Linked DNA regions of Sus scrofa: regions 2, 3, 4 and 5 are each linked to region 1. Evidence: chromatin contacts called from public HiChIP or PLAC-seq data. All regions are on one chromosome and are shown on one strand. Each heading gives the region's core, a stretch centred on a gene start, on an enhancer-like site or on the middle of the called end of the contact. The rest is flanking DNA. Distances are from core to core; before and after follow the strand shown. Region 1 overlaps VGLL4 (transcription cofactor vestigial-like protein 4). Region 2 overlaps ATG7 (autophagy related 7). Region 3 overlaps TAMM41 (phosphatidate cytidylyltransferase, mitochondrial). Region 4 holds the start of TAMM41 (phosphatidate cytidylyltransferase, mitochondrial). Region 5 overlaps ATG7 (autophagy related 7).

What was found. HiChIP or PLAC-seq counts read pairs in DNA pulled down with a chosen protein or histone mark.
Region 2: an H3K27ac HiChIP or PLAC-seq map of skeletal muscle shows a contact between it and region 1. The contact joins two enhancer-like sites. A contact is called at or near these places in 1 of 47 Hi-C or Micro-C datasets (embryonic fibroblasts) and 2 of 2 datasets of contacts at active chromatin or transcription factors (alveolar macrophages and skeletal muscle).
Region 3: an H3K27ac HiChIP or PLAC-seq map of alveolar macrophages shows a contact between it and region 1. The contact joins two enhancer-like sites. A contact is called at or near these places in 2 of 47 Hi-C or Micro-C datasets (embryonic fibroblasts and liver) and 1 of 2 datasets of contacts at active chromatin or transcription factors (alveolar macrophages).
Region 4: an H3K27ac HiChIP or PLAC-seq map of alveolar macrophages shows a contact between it and region 1. The contact joins the promoter of TAMM41 here to the enhancer-like site in region 1. A contact is called at or near these places in 13 of 47 Hi-C or Micro-C datasets (embryonic fibroblasts, fetal heart ventricle, fetal skeletal muscle and 5 more) and 2 of 2 datasets of contacts at active chromatin or transcription factors (alveolar macrophages and skeletal muscle).
Region 5: an H3K27ac HiChIP or PLAC-seq map of skeletal muscle shows a contact between it and region 1. The contact joins two enhancer-like sites. A contact is called at or near these places in 13 of 47 Hi-C or Micro-C datasets (embryonic fibroblasts, fetal heart ventricle, fetal skeletal muscle and 4 more) and 2 of 2 datasets of contacts at active chromatin or transcription factors (alveolar macrophages and skeletal muscle).

What each region holds. Positions count from the first base shown.
Region 1 is chr13:67,777,600-67,780,299 of Sscrofa11.1, reverse strand. All of the region lies in intron 2 of VGLL4 (transcription cofactor vestigial-like protein 4), which reads left to right. Among named protein-coding and RNA genes, the nearest start is that of VGLL4, 94 kb to the left of the region's middle. Within about 2 kb of position 1,444, at least 70 of the 83 cell types and tissues checked have an H3K27ac peak or open chromatin away from gene starts, as enhancers often do. A contact at or near this core is called in alveolar macrophages, embryonic fibroblasts, fetal skeletal muscle and 2 more, where this site is marked.
Region 2 is chr13:67,586,358-67,589,057 of Sscrofa11.1, reverse strand. The region is part of intron 19 of ATG7 (autophagy related 7); the gene reads right to left. Among named protein-coding and RNA genes, the nearest start is that of ATG7, 170 kb to the right of the region's middle. Within about 2 kb of position 1,412, at least 13 of the 83 cell types and tissues checked have an H3K27ac peak or open chromatin away from gene starts, as enhancers often do. A contact at or near this core is called in embryonic fibroblasts and skeletal muscle, where this site is marked.
Region 3 is chr13:67,955,525-67,958,224 of Sscrofa11.1, reverse strand. All of the region lies in intron 4 of TAMM41 (phosphatidate cytidylyltransferase, mitochondrial), which reads left to right. Among named protein-coding and RNA genes, the nearest start is that of TAMM41, 27 kb to the left of the region's middle. Within about 2 kb of position 1,339, at least 4 of the 83 cell types and tissues checked have an H3K27ac peak or open chromatin away from gene starts, as enhancers often do. A contact at or near this core is called in alveolar macrophages, where this site is marked.
Region 4 is chr13:67,982,228-67,984,927 of Sscrofa11.1, reverse strand. TAMM41 (phosphatidate cytidylyltransferase, mitochondrial) reads left to right here and starts at 1,402. Exons shown (of 8, transcript XM_003132370.4): 1 at 1,402-1,827. The coding sequence starts at 1,693.
Region 5 is chr13:67,609,658-67,612,357 of Sscrofa11.1, reverse strand. The region is part of intron 19 of ATG7 (autophagy related 7); the gene reads right to left. Among named protein-coding and RNA genes, the nearest start is that of ATG7, 190 kb to the right of the region's middle. Within about 2 kb of position 1,292, at least 21 of the 83 cell types and tissues checked have an H3K27ac peak or open chromatin away from gene starts, as enhancers often do. A contact at or near this core is called in alveolar macrophages, fetal skeletal muscle and skeletal muscle, where this site is marked.

The sequences.
Region 1 (2,700 bases), core at 195-2,694:
TCTCCAAGTAAGATTTGATTTGAACAACTTGTCCTGAACATGCCTATTACCCAAGATGCAACTGTTGCTAATCTTTTTACATATAAACCCTTGACATTATTTACTCGGTTCTTTAGAGTATTAAAATTGCCGGTTTTGGAGTTCCTGCTGTGGCACAGTGTGTTAATGATCCAGCTTGTCTCTGTGGAGGCCCTGATTTGATCCCTAGTCTGCCCAGTGGGTTAGGCATTGCTGCAACTGTGGTGTAGGTCACAGCTCCCACTCAGATTTAGTCCCTAGCCCAGGAACTTCCATATGCCCCCGGGAGGTGGCTGAAAAAAGGGAAAAAAAAATTTGTAAGTTTTTGGTTTATAGTATAGCACACCCCTTGATATTTTCTGAATTTCCTGATAGCATACAACAGTATCAGTATAGAAACATTTCCTATGGTGATTAGTCTATTTACAATGCCAAAAGCTAACTACCATCTCCAAAGATAAAACTATTTTCCCCCTTACTTTGTTAGCAAGTTTTTCCTGTGCTGAAGGCTCTGAACATTCAGCGATTTACTTGTTCGCTAAGCACCGCTTGCACTGGATACTGGTTATATGAAGTTTAAGCTCCCAGCCCTTCCTGTCAGGAGTGACATGGTGCTATGCTACTCTATTGGCCTCCAATACACAGACAGAACAGCTTTCCTATATGCAAAGTGAAAATAATTTTATCCCCACCCCCCCCCCCATCATTTCCAGTAGGCTTTCTGTCTTGGATACATATTCTTACTTGTTTAAGCTTCTCTCTTTCTCTTCCCCTCATTTTTTAGAAGGTTATAATATTAGTGAATAAGACACTCTAAATGTAGTTCTGGCAACTATTTTGGGAGCCACAGACCATTATTTAATCCCTGTGAGCCTCAGTTTCTGCTGCTGTAAAAAGTGATACCATCCCTGCCCAGTTTATGTGAGTTGTTTATGAGGGTTGTGAGGGAAGGTATATATAACATGGCATCAGCATTTTAAATATACAGTGAAAGTGTAAATGGACATTGTAAAATAACTTTTCAAAGAGAAAGAAAGAAAAAAAAAAAAAAGAATAAAATGTGTGGTATGTGTCCCACAGCAAAACAGTTAAGAGTTTCTGAAGCCCCAAAGTGAAGCTACACCAGAGTTAAATTCCATGGAAGTTTGCTTCCATGAAGGATTTTTGACTTTTTACTCAGGTCCTGAAAAAGCAACTTCCTGGGTTTTCTTTTCCTCCTACGGTCTCTCAGTGGCAGGGCTGCTTCCTGTCCAGAGCAGCCCTGCCCCAGCCTCTCTCTCTGTGCGGACTCTCCACCTCCTCTTTTTCTTTCAAACACTTAATACATTTAGAGCCTGATCTTGTGCAGAAAATATCCCTGACATTTGAGGAGCCCCGGGGATGCAGTGAGCATGCTCTGTGCTCCCTCCCGCTGGGAAGAGGAAGCTCATTTGCATACGAGTCATACCAGGCATAGTGGCGTGTGGGCGCCGCGGACTTGCAGCGGGCTGTGAGGGACGCGGGCGCCGCTTTGTCCTAGGAAATGTGCTTCGTGGTTTTCTTCCTTGCTCCTTCCTTACGTCGAAGAAAGCTTCATCAGGACTTCTGAAACGATTTTTAAATGCTTGATTGAGGATCCAGGACGTGTACCGTCTACAAATAAACCCTTGAAGGGTTTTCTGCAGTTCAATTTTTTGCGAGTGCGTTCTTTTTTCTTTCTTTCTTTCTTTTTTTTTTTTTTTTTTTAGCTTACTTTGTTTTGATCAGCTGAGGCTGGGCCTCCGTCTTTGTGAAGTTTCAAGAGAAGAGCCAGGAGCTACTCAGCAATAATTGCTTTTTGAAACGTACTCTTTCAGGGCGAAAGCAAAGAGCTGGTTTTCTGCGCTAGCCCAATAAATGCTATTTATGAAGATGGACCTGTTGAACTACCAGTACTTGGACAAGATGAACAACAATATCGGCATTCTGTGCTATGAAGGTAGACGTTCCCTTCTAGAAATTGCTACCCTGTTGCTTTGGTCAAGGCCACTCCTCCTTTCCGGTCCTGATGGACTTCTGTGCATTTTGTTCTCTTTCTTGGGACCTTAGCATGCCTTGAAAGGAGAGCGGTTCTTAGGTGCTGTTTCAGGACAAAGTTTGTTGTTTTGATCAGAGGCTTCAGGGGTTACAGTGGAGAGGGCGGGGGCGGGGCGGGGAGGTGTTGAAATATACATTGTTAAAAGTTTGCTTTATGCTTGCTACATACTAACTTTTCACTCTTTTAGCGTTTTTACAGTGTATTTCTTTTTTTTATTTCCGTTGGTGTTTTTTTAGAGGAAGAACTTCTAGGACCCAAGTAAAAAGTGAAACATGTCCGGTTCTCTCTCTCTCTTTTTGATACTCATTTTAAACACACACCATCTACATACAGTATTCCTGTTGTATTCCAACAGCCAGCAAGCACTTTGCATTTTCCTGTAGAGGGGAACAGAAAGTTACAGTGAGTTTTTGTTTTCGGGAGCGATTGTCCCAAACAATGAAGAATTTTTCTATTCAGTTTGGGGGACTGGGAGGGCACCCATGTCACAGAGCACAGACTGGCTCTTTGTCTGATTTACCATTTCCTGTTCAGCTCTGGGAGAGTTCTGACATTGAACGATGTTCCTCCACAGTTCCTCCACACTCTGGTCCCTTGTGGAAGTGATTGCACAACGCACCAACCAG
Region 2 (2,700 bases), core at 163-2,662, 190 kb after region 1:
CAGTCCTGTAGGCTATCTTTTACTTTCTTGATAGTGTCCTTTGAAGTGGTTTTAAGCTGTGATGGAGCCCAATCAGTCTTTTCTTTAGTTAGGTGCTTTCTTATTTAATGCTCACAGTAATTGTGAAAAGTAGGAATTATTGGCTCCATCCTACAAATAAGGAAAATGAAGCTCAGTGAGATAAGTGACCCAAGGTCTTTCACAGGGCTACTGCACATGGTCCTGCCCTGCACGCTCACACAGGTGAACACAGCAATCTTGGCCATCTGCTGATGCTGGGCTATGAACTCAGACCTTCTCACCAGCCAGAGTTCAGGCACTCATATATTCTATGACTGTTGCAGACTACTACGGCCAATTTTTAAACAAACCTATCAGATATTATACATTCAACACTCTAAGGATGCTGCCAGTACTTAAACCAAGAGGGTTTTGGAATCTGTCTTTGGAGGCTGTATGAAAAGGTAGTGAGCGACTTGTTTTATGAACACATTCAATGACAGGGAGGGGAGACTTGAATTTACGAAGAAACCAAAAGTCCTGTGTGCCCAAGTCTGGAGAATGAGGTTAGTTATTTGGCTGGACTGTGCCATTTTGGACTTATATACACTGCTATACACACTAGCCCATACAAAGTATGAGAAATGATCTTTTAAGGTTCAAAGTAGATCTAAATCTCAAAAAGAATGCAATCAAAACTGCTGCTAGCAATGGCAGCCAGAGATGAAAGATACCAGCAAATATTTATATAATGTATAAAAAGGAATCACTTTGATATAAAAATTGGCCATTTTTTAACATCTTGGTCATACTAGGTACAGTGAGTCAAAAATCACTGAATTAGTAGAGCTAAAAAGGATTTTACACATGGTTCAATCTCCTTAAGTGAGGAAACTGATGAACTTAATGTTGGTCCAAATATATTCATGAGAGCAGCAGAACAGGGACTAAAATTTGAGGAAGCAGTTTCCATGTTCTATTACTTCATATTAGCTGTTTAAATTCTGCTTTGAGCATTTATGGCATGCTGCCCCCCCCCCCACTGTGGACCTCTAAGTGGGCTGTTTCATCCAAGACTCCTCTTCTAAAGGGCAGGGAACTCTGCCCAGGCTTCACAGTCTATCCTGCAATTGGATCGTTCCCTAAAACCAACTTATCTGAACATCTCAAATCCATGTAGATAGCTCTGACAACAAATAAAAGGGACTCAATTTATAAAGTGAGCTCTGAAGGGATACTGCCAAGCCTTATTTCAAAAACTGGGCTCTGGTTTCCAATCTAAGACATAAATGGCTTTCTGCCTGCTATTTCTGCCTTTCCCCCCTCACTGAGCAAATAAGGCCAGGGCTGTGTCTTGAGGGATTGCTTCATAAGGAAAAATCAAAGCACGATAGTATCTCAGAAGGGGCCAGTGAGGGTTGGAAGTGGGCTAGCAAAAGGCTTTAGAAAAGAGAAGTGGATTCACGAGAAGGCTCGGCCAGTCCCTAGAGTGATTTCTCTCCACTGGAAACAGGTTTAAGTGCTGACACGGGGGTTTCCCACAGCTTCTACTGGCCTCCAAAGGCGTATTTGTCATCGGAGGCTCTTGATGAAGCTGTACATAAATATCTGACTGTTGTTAAATACAAAACAAAACAAAACAAAAATATTCCACAGGAACCAAATCAAAAACAGCTGTGAGGGGGAGAGGCCAAAAACTCAATGTAAGCGCAAAAAGGCCCGCAGAAACACTTGTTAATCGTGTTCTTTACTTTGCTGAATAGTAAATTGTCATGCCAGTGAAGTCATATCACATGATTATAATGTTTTTCATATGACTTTCCTACTATGAGAGAACTAGGCATTTTATTTTCTAAAATTCTGAATTCTGTAGTGGATGAGTCAGAAGCTGAGTTTTAATTCAGTTATCAGCCCATCACTCAGCCTTGTTCATTTGTAGCCTATTTATGATTTTATATCCTAAGTTACAGCTGGTGTGCTAAACTTACCTTTTAACTAAATCATCCATTAATCCCCAATTCTTCAAAACTAAGTTCTGCTTAGCAAAACCCTGACAAAAATGCAGCTATTTTAAAGGAGTGCTGTAACTGAAATCCTGAAAAATAACTGTATGACACAGCATCAAATAGTGATAATATAATCAAGGGAAGAAAACAGTTTAAAATTAATCCCGGAATCAAGAAACTTGCAAATGTTCAATAATGAGAATGAGGTCTTTCGGGAAAGTTGGGTTACAGGATTTTAGAATTTGAGGATCTCAAGGATATACCAAGATAGCTGGTTTTATTAACTTTTTAAATCAGCACTTCCTCTCTAGGCAGACAGAATGTGAAAATTATTTGGTGTTTCCCACAGCACAATGGTGAACTCACAGCTGGAATGAAATCAGTACACGTGAACTGATACTTGATGAAAAATAACCCTAAGAAAATAAGTCACAGCAAATTTTAGGAAAAGATGGCTAAGTCACTCACATGTTTGATTTAGACAGCCTTTCTTCAACAAATTCAGCAATTTAAAGAGTATTTGGTAAGCACTTCAACAGCTTTGTGCCTTGGATTTCTTGTGCTTCATCAACTTTAAGGCCACTTCCTTTGGTTCCAACTGGGATCAACAGTTGTCAAGGAGCCATAGGAAAGTGGGGTCAGTCTCCAAGAAGGATTCAAACACATTTTCAACAAGGGTCACGGAAGTAAAGGT
Region 3 (2,700 bases), core at 90-2,589, 180 kb before region 1:
ATGAACCCAACTAGGATCCATGAGGATGAAAGTTCGATTCCTGACCTTGCTTAGTGGGTTAAGGATCTGGCATTGCCACAAGCTGTGGTGTAGGTCACAGATGTGTCTTGGATCCCACTTTGCTGTGGCTGTGGTGTAGGCCAGTGGCTACAGCTCCGATTCAAGCCCTAGCCTGGGAACTTCCATATACTGCAGGTGTGGCCCTTACGAGACAAAAACAAAAAAACAAAAAACAAAAAAAAAAAACCTGCTAGTAGTATGCCAGCCCTGCAGAAGTGAGGGACATGGAGAAGAAATGACATAAAGCTAGTGCCTGAAATGTCCCTACCCTGGTCCTGAGAAGTGGCTGGGCCTTGGGCAGGCTGTGCTTGTACCACCATCTATTCTCCTCACCTGTGAAACTGAGAATAATCAGCACCTTCTTTATGAGGCTTTGCCAGACTCAATGAGAGAGCGGATGTGAAGCACACGCCTTTAAAAAGCCCACAATAGGAGTTCCGGCCCTGGTATAACAGGGCAAGAATCCAACTGCAGCAGTTCGAGTCAATGTGGAGGTGCAGGTTCGATTCCTGGCCCAGTGCAGTAGGTTAAAGGATCCAGTGTTGCCGCAGCCACAGCTTGGTTCAATCCCTGGCCTGAGAACTTACATGCCACAGGTGCAGCCATAAATTTTTTTTTTTAAAGCCAACAATAAAATGTCTATCTTATTAGAGTAAACCTAATCGTTTTTTAAGTAATCCTTTTGTCTTATTTTTCCGTTTTTTTCATGATGTTTCCTTTTTGTGCTTTTGCATCCTGGTTTCGTAACTGCCTATTATCACATGATCATTTTCCATCTTGCTGTGTGTGATCCTTATCATTTGTAACAGTGTCACACTGTGGTGGGATGTGGGAGCACCGTCACAGCTCAGTTGCCACCCTGCCGTGGGACATCAGGGTTGCTGCCAGGATTTCAGTGTTACAGGTTGTGCTTCAGTGAACAGGTATACTGTGCAGTGTAGCCTCTTCCTGGGAAATCATCTCTGCATCTTCATTCCCCATGGGGTGCGGGCAGTGTCTCCCCAAGAGGACGGCCATGTGGACCAAATGAGGTCGGAGCAGGGCCTGGCACTTAGCACATGCTCAGCAGACTTTAGGGCCAAACTTCTGGGTTTGTTGCTTTGGCTTCCTCTCCAGAGATGAGGTTTCGTCATCCTCAGCTCCAGACAGCTTTAGGAGACAGTTTTATGAAGTCAAAAGCCGTTATGTGAAAGAACCCACTTCTCTGTATGCTCTCTCGCCGTCATCGGGCTTAACTGCAGCTCTCTCTAAGTAATAGTGAAAACAGCATGGTGCACGTTGCACAACGTGTTGTGACAGGACTGCCTTCACTGCCCTAACCGGTCCCCACCTCCCTGCACAGCTCAGTTCCAGAGGCCATTTTTAAGTCTTTGTCCAAAGCTCACAGTCTCCACATGCCTTCTGCCAAACTATAGCCGAGGTTGGTCCTTGGAGCTTGAAACCCCTGTGTATCTTATTCTTACTGAAGTACTTACCATTGGGTATCTTTATTTTTCCAAAACAAGCCAGCAGTTTGCACTCAGAGAGGCTGTGACAGGTCATAATTTCCACGATTCTCTTCCCTGCTCCCAAGAAAAGAACCTGGGGTTGGGGGGCGGGGTAACCATGTGTCCTGGTTTGCCCATTGTCCTCATGTGATTACCTGTAGCGGCCCCTTCACCCTCAGCAGTGACCTGCTTGGGATGATAAATAAATTGTCACCTTGCCCCAGGGGATTCCTCAGCAGCTGAGGTTTCTCCTGCTCTTTCTCTGATGACTTCGTCCAGCAGAGGCTTCTGGCATGCTGCTTTCTCCAGGCTTCCCGGGAGGTCCTCACTTTGCCCAGGCTCTTGATTTAACATTTGCCCTTAGGCCCTTAGGCCTTCAATCAAGGTTTCCCATTTCGTCACTCTTTTTTTTCTTTTTTTTTAATGGCCACACCTGCAGCATGTGGCAGTTCCAGGGCCAGGGATCTAATCTGTGCCTTTATAGCTACCTGAGCTGCTGTAGTTGGATATTTTTTTAACCCACTGTGCCACAGTGGAAACTCCCCATTTTGTATCTCTTTTGCCCCCTATCTTGCTGATGATTGCCAATGGCATAGGCAGGGTGGGCACTTTGTTTCAGAAGTTTTATCTTTATCTTTTGAGTTACTACTTTTGCAGCTCAGTTCATCTCATAGGCAAATGTAAAGTTCCTCCTTTCTCACCACTTGTATTTTTTTAACTGTAAACTGGGCCTAATCCTTTTGGTAAAAAGAAATTATTAACTACATTTTATACTTTTTTCCAGATACTTTGGCATCATATTGAGGCAGCCTTTTGATGTTCCTTTTTTTAAAAAATGGAAGCATAATTGACTTAACAATGTTATATTAGTTTCAGGTGTACAACATAATGATGTGATTTTTTATACATTACAAAATGATCACCACGATAAGTCTAGTTAACATCTGTCACCATACAAAGTTACTACGATATTAATGACTATATTCCCTGTGCTGTACATTTTATCTGACTTATTTCATAACTGTAAGTTTATACCTCTTAATATCCCTCATTTATTTTATTCATATCTCTACCCATTCTCCTCTCTGCCAACCACCTATTTGTTCTCTGTGGGTCTCTTTCAATTTTGTTATGTTTGTTTTGTTTTTTAGTT
Region 4 (2,700 bases), core at 153-2,652, 200 kb before region 1:
CCTTCAAGGTCTGGCTCAGATGACATACCTGCAAAATCTCCTCTGGTCTCTCCCTGCACAGCCAGAGCTGATTGACTGCCCTCATGACAGGTCCTGCAGGGCACTGGGTGTCCAGCTTTATCACTGCACATTACATGCTGGGTTTGCTTGTCTGTCTCCTACGAGCCTGCCAGGAGCAGCCTTGTTCTAGTCATCTCAAATCCTCAGCACTTATCCAGAGTTTGAATTCCAATAATCATTTTTCAATTGAATTAATCCCAGTCCTGCCTCTATCACCCCAGGCCAGGCAATTTAATTCACAGTGAAACTATGGTAACGGCTTCCTAACTGGTCCCTGCCTCTTCTTTCCCCACTCTGATCCGAGCCAACCTTTGAGCCTTGACAGCTTCCTGCTCAAAACTGTTCAAGGACAGAGTAGAATTCTAAGATGTGGAGCCAGCATTTTCATTCCAGATTTGCCACAGGCTGATGTGATCCCAAGCACATTGTTTTATCCAACACTTAGCTTCTTCATCTGTAAAATGAAGGCAATCACCTCCTTCCACAAGGCAGCAGAGGGAACCCATGAAAAAATGCCTGGGAAATGGTTCAACATTACCCAAATTTAGCTATTACTACTCTGTTATGGTTGAGAGGCCATGTACATCAGGGAAGAAGGAAAGGATATCTGAAAAGTCTCTGTCCGGGAGGTCATACTACATCCTGAATGGCCCTGTGGCCCCGAGCAAGTTTCTCTAATTGTACACAAAGAGGCAAGCTCTCACCTGGGATCCTGTTTCCACCAGAAACTGCATTTAATATGCCCTTTTGTGAGTCCAATCCACAAGGCAAAGGACCAAAGGCTCTCCACCCCATTAAAATTCAATACAAACATCAGAGACCCTTGGTGCAGTTTTTTGTTTGATTTTTACCATTTATGGAGCACTTTCATGCCTGTTATCGTGTTTGAAGGAGGGCTTTAATGGGCAGAAAGCACAACCAAATCTTAACAGTGATAATATCTGGATGGTGGGATTGGGCATGATTTTAATCTTATTTGTGTTTTCCTAAGCTTTGAAAATGTTGCAGTTTTGGAGCTGGATGAACCATGGTTGCACAACACTGTAAATGTACTAAATGCCACTGAATTGTAAAGCATATGTTTTTATGTTATGTGCATTTCACCCCATCAAAAAGACCTTTTTAAACGCTACACCATGACCTTATACCCATATTTTAAATGTGGTTTGAGGCAAGAACAAAAAAGTACTTTTAAGGCTCAAAAACCGTTCAATCAGCTGTCACTCTTCCCTACCCAAGACAAATCCCAGGCGGCCAGCCTGCAGCCCGCTCCTCCCGCCACCAGGGGTCTCTGCGAAGGCTTCGCGTCGCCATCCACTGGCAGGTGTCCGCTCTTGCGCCATCCCAAGATGGAGCACGTGTGCGTGGGGGAGGCGTGGCCCACGTGGCCGCTGGACCGGCTGGGCCAGCGCCCACCTGGTTCTCTAGTAGGTGCTTTCCAGCCTGCTCCGGGACTGGAGTACCCCCGCGAGTCCCTGCCGGCCACGCCACTTCCTGCCCCCGGCCTCAGCCTTCTCCTGTTCTGACCAGTCCTCGACTTCCATCTCCCACCCTTAGCGGGTATCAGTTCCTCGCCCTGCTGTCCTTCGCTCCCCTCCCCGCCAAGGGTCCCTGTCGCTGAGCCCCGGCCCCATGGCGCTGCAGGCGTTGCAAAGCTCCGGGGTGACCTTCCGCAAGATCCTGTCTCACTTCCCCGAAGAGCTGAGCCTGGCTTTCGCCTACGGTTCTGGAGTGTACCGCCAGGCGGGGCCCAGCTCAGACCAGAAGGTGAGCCCGGGCCAGCCCCACGCCAGAATATTCTCACTACTTTCCTTTGCCTTCAGTCCCTCTAAGAGCTCTCCTGTCTGCTCTGCGCATTCCACGCACCAACTAGCGAAATACAAATCGTACGAAAGTGCTTCTGGTAGAAAGACAGCGTGAGCCGAGTTTTGAAGGTTCCGTAGGAGTCCACTTCGGTCTAGAGCAGGAGCTGCAGTTAGCGGAGGGAAAAGCTGGTGCCGGGGCAGGATGGAAGAAAGGAAAATAAGTATTTGCCAGTGTTCTCACGCTTGCGTGAACATTAGAGTTTTCTGGGAAGCTTTAAAAAAATGCTGATGTTCTGGGTACCATTTACGGAGATTTCAGATTTAATTGGTCTGGGTCAAGCCCTGGGCTTCAGGAATTTTTTAAAACTTCCCAGGTGATTCTAATACGCAGCCAAGCTTGAGAGTCACGTCTCTGTCTGTAAAGAGAAAATACTAAATACTTCTCTGGACTTTAGGAAGCTGGTGGGCTGAATGGAGGGTCAGGGCAGGTGCAGTGACTAACTACAGCAAGAGTTAGTGGCCAGTTTGTTCGCCCAGCCTCAGGACTTTTAGCGAGAGTGTTTAGGATTAGACATTGTTATTCTTCAAAGCTGACTGAGCACAACAGCAGTTGAGGGTACAGTGTTTCTTAAGATTGTAGATTTCTTTTTCTGTAAATGGAAAAAAAAGAAAAAAAGTTCACTGAGAAGATTCAAGGCCAAGTAGCATAGAGGCAGGCAAATATTTTCCACTTAAGTGAGGCTGTTATTTGCCTGCTGAGGTTTTCAGAGGCTTTTGAGCTTTTACTGAATTAACATAAAAGGAACACGAGTCCCGGTAGAGATGTTCTCTGTGT
Region 5 (2,700 bases), core at 43-2,542, 170 kb after region 1:
GGAATCTCTGTGGTTTCCAAGGTGTTGAGTAGGTAAAAGTGAAAGAGGATGCTCTGGGGGTCTGGGTGGAGAGGGGCAAGTGCAGTCCAGGCCCTGGAGAAAGATGCCCATCTCCAGGGAAAGCCTGCCCTCCACCTCAGCTCCGCTCTGTCCTCCCACCTCATTCCTCACTTATGCAGAGGCTGCAGATTCCTAGGGTGATCTGTACCAAATCCAAATGGTTAAAAATAATTTGCTAAATACCTTCCTAGATAAATTGAAATCCAAGACCTTTTTGAGCCCTGCCCAGCCATCCCTCAAAGGGCGAGCTGGGCTGAAAGTCATGCTCTTTCCTAGCTGGATCCCTGAGTCAGACTTCTGCCTGTCAATCTTCTGATGTCACAAGTCAAACTGTGCCATCCAAGGCTGAGTAAGCATCTTCAGGAAATAGAAACTCAACTGTAAGAACACAGGCATTTCCAAACAGAGAACAACTCTGCCCACTTTCTAACTCAGCTACTGTATATAAATTTAGCCATGACACTGGGAGGGGAAGTTTTAAAAATAGAAGTGAAAGGCCAGAAGAATAAATAACGATAAGGTACCAGTCACTCACTACCTTTGGCAAGACATATAAAATGGTAAACAAGATGTCATAAATGCTTTGCCCTTAAGGGGAATATATTTAAGTGGGAGCTGGAGTGGGAGACAGAAAATAAAGACAATTTCAGATAGTGATTAAGTCCCACACAGAAAATAAAACAAGGTAAAGTGATAGGGAATGCCTGAGGCACTACTGTTATATCCGATTTACAGATGAGGAAATTGAGGATAACAGAAGCTAGGTGAATTATCACGGCTTCGCAGCTAGTACGCAGGAACTTAAACTCAGGTCTGATTCCTATGTGGTTCGTAACTATTACCCTTACGCGATCTGGTCAGTCTCCAGAGAAACCAAAAAAATCTACAGAACAGATAAGGTGAGAGACCATCTTTATTTTTAAAAGTCCCTCCTTTTAGGGCATTGGCAGAATTTGAGATCTACAAATTCACCTGAGTGTACCACAGGTTTCTATTTTAATGCTAATGCAACTAACTTTTGAGATTCTATTCGTGATATTTAACATACGTTAAAAGTTAAAGCCACCCTCTGAGATGGGAATTACCCTTTCATAAAAGGGCACTAAGGCTCAGAGGGTGTAACCTGTTGAAATCATGGAGCTTTTAAGTGTGGAAGCTGCAATCCAGGCCTCATGCCTCTGAGTGCACTGCTTTTTCCATTACACCACGCTGCCTTCCAGAAGACTCCCCAAGGAGCTACATTTTTCTCCCACTGGGAGACAGGGCAGTAACGAACTTGGCAGTGCAGACAGAAAGGAGTGCCTGTTTTGCGTCTCTGCCAAGCAAGTATCCATGCCCTTTGCAATATGACTTGGACACAATACCCACCGAGCTCTAGCAGCTAAGCATTCTAGAATTTGTTGAAGAATTTTTTTCACCTTCTCCGTATGGGGTCCAAAATTAAAAGGGGAAAAGCATATTTATGTCTCATTCAGAATTCAAAAAGTAATAAATCCTTCAAGGCCCTGGCAAGTTTCTCTAATCCACTGTAATCATGTTTCCTTGTATAACAAGTCTTGTGATGTCTGTAGCGGAGTCTCGCTATAGTAACAGCAGCCTGCATGTTGGAGTTCTTCTTCCCAGGCCTGGGGGATTATTCCATTTTCCACATTAGGAATAAGCCGCAGACTTTAGGTTCTAAAAAGGAGCCAGAAATGCTGACTAGAATCCAGATGCCCTAAATATAATTAGAACTAAATTTTACTGCCCTCTGTGAAAGACACAAATGAAAAGAATGTGGCAACTTCTAGAATACTGGTCCAGAAAACAAAGCTATGAATAGATCCAACAGGGCTTCTGATGTACTTAAAGCCTCCTGAAAGCTACCTGGAAACTTTCCAATTATCTCCTCTACTTCTTTCCTTGGCTTTTTAACTTTTACAAAAGCCAAACATATTAGGGGAGGAGACTGTACCATGGTCTCAGCTCAGCAAACCATGTTTTCATGGAGGGAGCCTTTTACATTTAAAGGATAGATTTGGTTTTTCAGAAATTGATTTGATAAAAAATGATTAATATCTATGGTCAAACAATCACTTCTCTCTGTTATTAAAAGAAATAAGTTTATTAAATTCCTGAGTGGAAATGACATTCTCATTATACTATTTAACAGGAGCAATATGAAACAGTATAAATATATGTCTCACCCCAAGTTGTGATTAATTATAATTATAATAATGATGATGATGACAGCTGCCCCCTGTTTTAGTGCTTATGTGCCAGAAAGTGTGTTAGGTATTATGAACACATTATTTTATTTGATGGTTAGAATTCTCCTAGAAGGCTGTTAATATTTCCATTTTACAGTAAAGGGGCTAAGTCTCAGGGAGAGTTCACCACTTGCCAAGGTTACACAGCAAGTTAACCTTGAATGTGTACAGAGGAGATTAGACTCCAGAATATATTCTGGAATAAAAGGTAAAAGCCCTCTCCCCACCTCGGCAGAGTCACGGCCGCTAGCTACTACCATAGTCAGATATTCTCAGACTGAACTTGATTTTCACATAATTAACTTTCTTTTTGTTTTTTTTGTTTGGGGGCTATTTATTTAAATGGACAACAGTAAGTCCATCTGGCATTTCCAGGTCTGGCAAGAAACAC